2 separate regions of the Mus musculus genome follow, and region 2 is linked to region 1. A link is a contact called in public Hi-C data. All regions are on one chromosome and are shown on one strand. Each heading gives the region's core, a stretch centred on a gene start, on an enhancer-like site or on the middle of the called end of the contact. The rest is flanking DNA. Distances are from core to core; before and after follow the strand shown.

The links. A called contact is a pair of places that touch in the nucleus more often than the background predicts.
Region 2: a contact with region 1 is called in a Hi-C map of cortical neurons, with 3 times the contacts expected there. The contact joins two enhancer-like sites. A contact is called at or near these places in 3 of 484 Hi-C or Micro-C datasets (cerebral cortex and cortical neurons).

What each region holds. Positions count from the first base shown.
Region 1 is chr8:15,494,413-15,498,361 of GRCm38.p6, forward strand. No RefSeq gene overlaps it. Among named protein-coding and RNA genes, the nearest start is that of Gm46033, 34 kb to the right of the region's middle. Within about 2 kb of position 2,094, at least 34 of the 459 cell types and tissues checked have an H3K27ac peak or open chromatin away from gene starts, as enhancers often do. A contact at or near this core is called in cortical neurons, where this site is marked.
Region 2 is chr8:16,055,492-16,059,440 of GRCm38.p6, forward strand. Csmd1 (CUB and Sushi multiple domains 1) reads right to left here. Exons shown (of 70, transcript NM_053171.2): 37 at 3,172-3,276. Among named protein-coding and RNA genes, the nearest start is that of Mir3106, 110 kb to the right of the region's middle. Within about 2 kb of position 2,315, at least 20 of the 459 cell types and tissues checked have an H3K27ac peak or open chromatin away from gene starts, as enhancers often do. A contact at or near this core is called in cortical neurons, where this site is marked.

The sequences.
Region 1 (3,949 bases), core at 844-3,343:
CTTCTGTATTGTAGCAGTATGAAATCCTGCTCACACCCCAGAACATTCCTGATAGAGAAATGTGTTCGGTCACCTGGGCAAAATGGCTTTACTGTCCGCACCTCTCCCCCTTCGAACTCTTGTTCGTGTTTTCAATAATCTGAAATGACAAGTAAGTAGAGAATCAGTCTGAAGCCAGTTGTAAGTCCAGCACTCAGGAATCTTGAGACAGGAGCATTGCCATGAGTTAGAAACTGCCCCAGGTAAGATAGATAGAGCAATCCCGGACTACACCACAGAGTTGAGATTTTTATCTAGAAAAGAAAGGAAAAGAAAAGAAAAGAAAAGAAAAGAAAAAAGAAAAGAAAAGAAAAGCTACCATGAACAACAGAACGGTTCATGGATAAGTGTGTGAATCAGGGCTATCTATACATTATGCAAAACTTTAAAGGGTTGTTTTGCAGGGCTATTGAATCCTAACAACTGTGACTGCTACATCCCTGGCTCAGGACAGTGACCCTGAAGAGGGCATCTTTGCTTTGACGCTAGAAGCTCCACAGACTCTTTGTAGACGAGGCTGGCCTCGAACTCAGAAATTCACCTGTCTCTGCCTCCCGAGTGGTGGGATTAAAGGCGTGCACCACCATGCCTGGCCCACCGACTCTTAATATTCAGTTCAAATGCCACTTCCTTCCCCTGCTGGTCAGCACCAAATATAATGTCTCCCCGTGAGTCTTCCTTCTTGATTCAGGCATCATCAGATGTCTTGGGATGCGCATGCATTGTTTCCCTGTTGGGGTCTTTCTGTCCCTGTCAGAGGACAGATATAGTGTTCACTTTTGTGTTTGAAAGAATAAAAGGTAAGTGAACGTGGCTCATGGTGAGAGACACAGATGCCTGGCTTTGGGTTGACATGACCCTTCTCTTTTCTTGTCTCACCCAGCACCATGTGAGGCCTATTAACACTACTCAGGTTTCTTCCCCTTGGTCTATTACAGTCCCTGGTGTAACATCTTGGATTTGCATGTTCTCAGCTCCAGGGAAGTTTAACTCTCTTTAGCATTTGCTCATCTTAAAGTTTTTACCCACGTTACATCTCCAACTTGTGGTAAAATTAGCAATGTAGGGGTGTGTGTTGGAAATTGATGATTATTATTAAAGTACTATTCTTTCTGGAGAGGCCCAGTGATCTTTTAGCACTTGAATAATATGATTGTTAATCATTATTTCTTGTAGCACTACACTGCGATACACCAAATGCAGACATTTGCATAGATTCTCATTTAATCTACTTTATAGCAGTGTAAGATCTAGATAGTTATTAATCTAACTTTGCATCTGAGGAAATGAGCCCATGTGAACTTGGCTCTCAGAATCAACGTCTGGGCTGAAACTCAGAGCTTTTGGCCTCAAGTTCACCTTCCACTAGGAATCCCATCACTGAATGTTCTGGAACTTCTGCTTGCCTCCAAATTGTAGTTGGCATTATCAGAAACTTGTTCTTATTAGGCATATGGAAATGGGAACTCGTGACCCTTAGCGACAGTAATTTGATATGGGAGAGCTGGTGGTATGGGGCAATGCAGGGTAGAAAACTGACATTCCCCCTAATGTTTGTACAATTAGAACAAGATGCAGTCAAGCCAATGGTCAGCACTGGTTAAGGTTAGATTTGCAGTAAAAATCAAGTGTCTGAAATATACTTCCATCCTTAGGTCTCCTTGGTGATGATTTAGAGGCTCATTTAATCCTGACTTTTAAAAGTCACTTCATTTTCTCATGCATGATGGAAGTGGGGAAGACAGAAGTTTTGTTTGGCAAATGTTTTAATTTAAATATATATAAATAGAAATATAGCATGTGTACTCATCTCTAATATGCAGGGTCTATAAATAGTGGGGAAAAATCTCTTGTTGCTATAGTAACCAGGAATTTCTTTCGGTACATCTATTTTTGTGCTGTATTGAGGTGCAAAGGCAGTTTTCTAGTGGGTTTCCCTACTGTGAAGATTTTCTCCCAAAGTGCTCATAACTCCCACCTTGCCTAGTTCCGCTCGGAAGGTTGTGGGTGTCAGGCGTGGCTTGGAAATGTGTCATTGCTTAGTCGAGTACTTGGATCGCACAGCTGTGTCAGTCACACACAGCACACGAAGCTGCCTCCAAGGCTGCTGTGACGTTCCCGGACTTTAAAGACTTTCATTCTCTGCTGCCGCATTGTTAAGAGGTGGCACCTTCGAGAAGGGATGGGGACTAAGAGTAGTGCTCCAAGAGGGCTGACTATGCCTCCTGGAAGGGGGTTTCATAGGAAAACTCTCCCCAGTCACCCTCCCTTCCTGTCTCCTCTCTCCCTGTCTCTTCTCCCCTTCTCTCTCTTCCTTCTCCCTCCTTTTCGCTCTCCCCCTGTCTTTCACTCCTCCCTCTCTAGTCTCCCCCCACGTCCATCCTAGCAGGTGATGGTGGATCACAGATCTCCCCTCACAAGGTGTCCCTTGGTGCCCTAACTTCCTGGGCATTGTAAGAAACTCGTCTGTCTTTGATGAATGGCCTGTTCTCAGGATTCTGCAGAGAGGAAGGCAATAGGAACAAAAAGGAATAAAATGTTTCCTGGGGAAGGTCACTGCAAAGTGGCTTCTGTCCGGTGACACTCAGGAACAATGGAAACAAAAGGCCAATTGGAGAAGGTTGAGGACACATAGGGAGGAAGCCAACATCATGGAGCCTCTCCCTCAGAGTCCTCTCTGTTCTTCTACACGTAGAATTCCAGACAAAGCTAACTTCATCATCAGAAATGAAGTGAGAATGGTCCACAGAAGAGTCATAAGTGTCTGTTGGCTCTGTCCTGTGGAACCCTCAGGAAGTTTACAAGATGACATGTCCACTCACTCATAACCAACAAGCTATTGTCTCAGAGTGGCTGGGCACCAAGCAGTCATGATGATGCTCTTGATCTCAATACTTAGGAGGCAGAAAGGGGGTGGATATCTGAGATAGAGGCCAAGCCTGGTCTACACAGAGCGTTTCACGATGGCCAGGGTCACACAGAGAAATGCTATTTCAAAACATCAAAAACAAAAAGCAACAACAACCACCCTCCCCCCCCCCCAAAAAAATAACGAAACCAAAAACCCATAATCTAAAGCAGAGTGGCTATGTTTTCTTTAGTCTCATTTGATAGACTCACAGGCAGATAGAAGAGATAGGATATTTCCCAGAAAAACAAGGACACGAAAACATGCTCTGACCATAGCCTTTCAGGAAGGGCGCCAGAGTGCTAGCCAGAGAGTGTTTCTTTCGAGCGTCCCTGAGTTGTGAGCCAAGGCAATGAAATGGATAGTTGTCTGTGTTGGCCAAGTCCAGGCTGCTCTGACTGGTTCTTCAGAGGATTGAAGGCACAGTTTGATTTCCATATATGGCTGGCTAGTGTTCCTTGGAACATTATTTCGTCAGTTGGCTGACATCCAGTTGTAGCTGTCTCCCTCCTCATACCTCCTTTGCCTCCTAGAGCCTTGTCACTTGGTTTCTCCTGTGGGCTGGTTCTTCCATCCCCAGTGATGGTGCTGGCTCTTCCAAGGAAGGAGGTGCTCCTCCTTCCCTCACAGTTGCAATACAGGACCTTTGTACCCTCATTCCATACTCTGTTCCTCACAGGACCCCCTAACACATTTTCCCTGTTCTTGTCTCAAGGAAATATCAAGACCAGAGAAGATTCTGTTCTTTTTTAGCCTGCCTATCTGCATTAGGGATGCTTACTGGGTCGGCTCCATTTCGCTGTCTAACAGGCATCTGAAATTTAATTTGTCCAAAGTCAGAGTACTGATTGCCTAAACCCTGGCAATCAAAGCGTGTTCTCTCAGTCTCCTACCTAAATAGAACATGGTGCAGCTCTAAATCCCCCCTGGCCTTTCCTCTACTGAGAAAAGATTGAGAGCTCTTCAGAAATAAAAGGGAAGAAATAACAAGAACAACAACAA
Region 2 (3,949 bases), core at 1,065-3,564, 560 kb after region 1:
TCTGGTAGATCTCACCCTCTATTAAATTTTCAAGGATGAGAGAAAGAAACTAGAATTTACACCACTTAGAAGATGTAAAGTTCCTCAATGCAGTTAGGATGTAATGGGGGAGGTGTAATGATTGGTCAGTATTCAGAAAAGCATTTCTGGTAGAGACTGAAGGATCCTAAAGCAGGTTGTGAGAATATTTTTTTTTTAATTTTTACAGAAAACCTTATACATCACTGAATGATTAAATAGAGATCAATCTCTGAGAGGTTAGATGGATGGTTTGGTTTATCACATTGATAATATATTTATTGACAGCACCTCTCAGGAGGGATGTAGAACTCATTACAAAGAACACAGAGAACTGTCTAGTGCACTGGTGTACAGGGAGGGTCTTGCACAAGCTCAGTCCACCAATGATGTCTGGGAGCTTAAGAGTATTACTAATATAATATCATTGACGTACATTTGTAATTTACACACATACACATACATATATACATATATATACACATATACATGTATATATATTTATACACACAAATATATTTATATATACATATATGTATATATTCATGTGTGTATATATATATGTATGTATAGATAGATAGATAGATAGATAGATAGATAGATAGATAGATAGATAGATAGATGAGACAGAGAGAGAGATACTAAAGCACTTATTACTTCAAAAGAGTTAAGGTCTTTGCAGAATTTTAATGCTTCCCTGGGACCATTCACTTAATTTTTTTGATCTTGAGCAATTTAAACACTTAAAACTCCCAAACATAGCTAAAAGAAAAAGAAATCAGCAATTTTAAAATACCTAATACTTTAAAACACTGAGAGCAGTGTAGAAAACCCCATCCATTTGAACTATAGGAATCTGAAAAAGAAAGCATCCCTGTTTATTTTAACAAGAAGGAACTGACATATAACAACACAACTTTCCTTAACCCATTGCAGCACTGAGGTACATGGGTAGCCTCAATTCTAATGGTCATGCCCTGCCAATGGAACAGGAGGCACAGAAGCTGTCTGCTGCAGAGCCCTAGAGAGGTAAACCCTGAGAAAACAGGGTGATTTGACCTAAGCAAATCCCCAAGGCTGGGTCCAAGTCTCTGTTGGCTCAGAGACCAAGACAGGAGGCCTGCCCTTCCCACCAGAAGCTCTCTATGCATTAATTTGCTGAAGAGCAGGGAAAAAGTACCTCCTGGCTCCCTGGATCTTCACTCTTAGAAACTCAAGTGCTCAGAGACGCTCTATGCCCCTGTTTCCTCATTTACATACACACAGATGCTCTGCATCATGACTGTTACCATGCACTCTTGGAACAGCATGTGCTGTGCCTTCAGAGGCCAGTGGTTTGGGTTAATTATACAATGTTTCTTTGGATTGAGGCCTAGGCTTCATGGAGGTGGGGAGTTCTATTTGGATACAGATATACGACACACCCCTTGGTTCAGGTTTCAGTATCAACAGGCTTCTTGGTCCTCTTCACCTGAGACTTGGGCTTATGTGTGGAATGAGTACTGTTAAAATGGGGACATCTGTGCAGTGGCAGTTGGGGCTCCTGGCCTCAGAGTCTCAGTAAAAAGTATTCCTGGCAACTTAAGTCCAGAGTGTTTAGAGGGATAAGGCTAATTCTACAAATACTTTATAATACCTGTTTTCAAACAGGCATGAAAACTCAGAGCAGATGCCTGAATTGCTTTTAATACACAAGTGATGTGAGCTAGAAAACCAGCGCCAGCCACAAAGACAACAACCCGGAATAGTCCAAATCCAAATGGAGCATCGTATTTGGTAAAATAAAAAGCGAGCACACTAATTAATTGTGGTCTTGGGTTCTCACATAAGGCCTTGGGTTCCTGAAGAGGTTCCATTTCAATGGGAGATGGAAGGAAATTGGTCTCTTTTTTAGAGACTCATAGTGACTAAGAATATCCTGGGATGGAGACAATTATGCTAATAGTGCTATAGTACATGTGCAAAGTAGATAATTATCCCCAATAATCACAGACTAATTATGTAACCAACATCTCCTTCCCCAAAAGGAGAAAGGAAAGCCAGAAACTGTAAGAACTTCTCAAGAGCTAAGAATGATGATCAGTTTCAACAGGGCAAAAATATTAATGAACTGGTTAACACAGCTTTGAGTGAAGGTTTCATTTGCTATTTGCAGAACCTTCATAGGATGTGTCAAAGTAGCAGAATTTTCCAGAAGTATTCTACATAAATAACATTTGCAGGATCGTTTTACACTGTCGCTAGAGTAGTCCTATTCACATAAACTGGAACACACTTGCATGCAAATGCCTGTAATAAGTAGGAAGGCTTAAGTAGAGTGTGAACGGGGCCTGTGGTTGGTAGCTGCTGATGAATATTTATCATCAGCTGGAATGTGGCCTTTTGAAAACACATGCATTACACTCCAGCAAACTGTTTATCTCAATTTTTAAAAATCACTTATTGAATCTAACCCACGTATTTGCTCACTTGCAACTGCTTATTAGAGGAGATAATGCCAACATCAAGCCATTTCAGAGCCTGAAAACACGTCCCGAATAAACCCCGCTTTTCTTGGAAATTCACGCTTCACTTTACAAGGTTTACCCGGATTACCCAACACTGCAGCGGGGGTTGTGAATTTGACTGTTGTTTTCCCACGTATCAGACTATTAATGCAGCCTCACGCCCATTTTTATAAAGATTGAGCTCTCGTCTGTGATGTTTCTTTGCAATTAAAATAAATAGCAATTAAAACAAATACAGGCTCAGAAATGCCAGCTCTCAGCTAGGTGAACATCTTTGAGAGTCCACAAGGAAAACCCCATGGTATTATTTAGTGATATGACCTCCCCTGTTTCAGGATGCTAATGTGAGTATCTGTTGTCACACAAGACTTCAGTGATGTTACACACGGGCTGGCCTGTTTCCTAATGCAAGGAGCCTAAAGGCACAGTTTGTCTAATTATTCCAGATACTAACTTCTGGATTGCTCTAGCAGTCTATTGTTTATAGAAAATACCCTTCGTGGAGCCTATGTTTAGTCAAATTCAATTTTGTGCAAGTCTTAGATAGAGCTTTAGAGGAACCTGATTTCATCGTTTAATACAAGCTCAGTTTGTTCCTTTAAAGAAGATGTTCCTATACTCCAACTGAAGCAGACGTTGATCTTACTTTTGTACTCCAGGTGAAAGCCGGCGGCAGCAACACTGATGTCCGACTGGAAGTGCAGGCAGAGCTGGTTGGAGGTGCTGTTCAGCAGTGCAGGCACTGTGGTACCTACACAGGAAAGAGTTACAGCTTTAACACAAAACAGGCAGACACTACAAGTGTCCAATACCGAAGAGCATATCCTAGGCTTCCAAGTACCCAGAGCTTGTCTATCGTCTGTTTAATTTGAGTGTTGAAACCTTGGCAACTTGTCCAGTTGTCCCATTTTGCAAGACAGCTCAGAGAGTCCTTAGAGCTGATACCACTTCTTCCAGACTGCACCCAGTCCCCTGACCTGCACTCTGAGCAAGACTAATGACAGCCATCACTCCATCTCTATGTATACCCCCAGGCTAGATAAATCCCATATGTTATGTTGTTTAGTAAAATCAAAGTCAACTTCAGAGAACTTAAGTGCTGAATTCTGTAGCTCTGGGAAGAATTCTTGCTCTTCCTGGACTTACCCTAAGGTGGGAAAGAGTCTTAAGCTGTGGAGCTCTTGCCTCTCAGCCCCACATTTGCTCCTCCCCCAGCGCCTTAGTGCTAGGAAGTCAAGTAGTTCTAAACAACTAATACATCTCTTACAGATGACACTCTCAACTCCTTGTCCTGCATTTAGCCTACGCACTGAGGTGCCCTTCTTATTCTGAGATCCTCTGCTGTAGTTTTATTTCCTGCATAAGTCAAGTCAGAAAGCTTCCTGCACCTCTTTCTCATCTGTCCTCATCCCCTTCCACGCTGG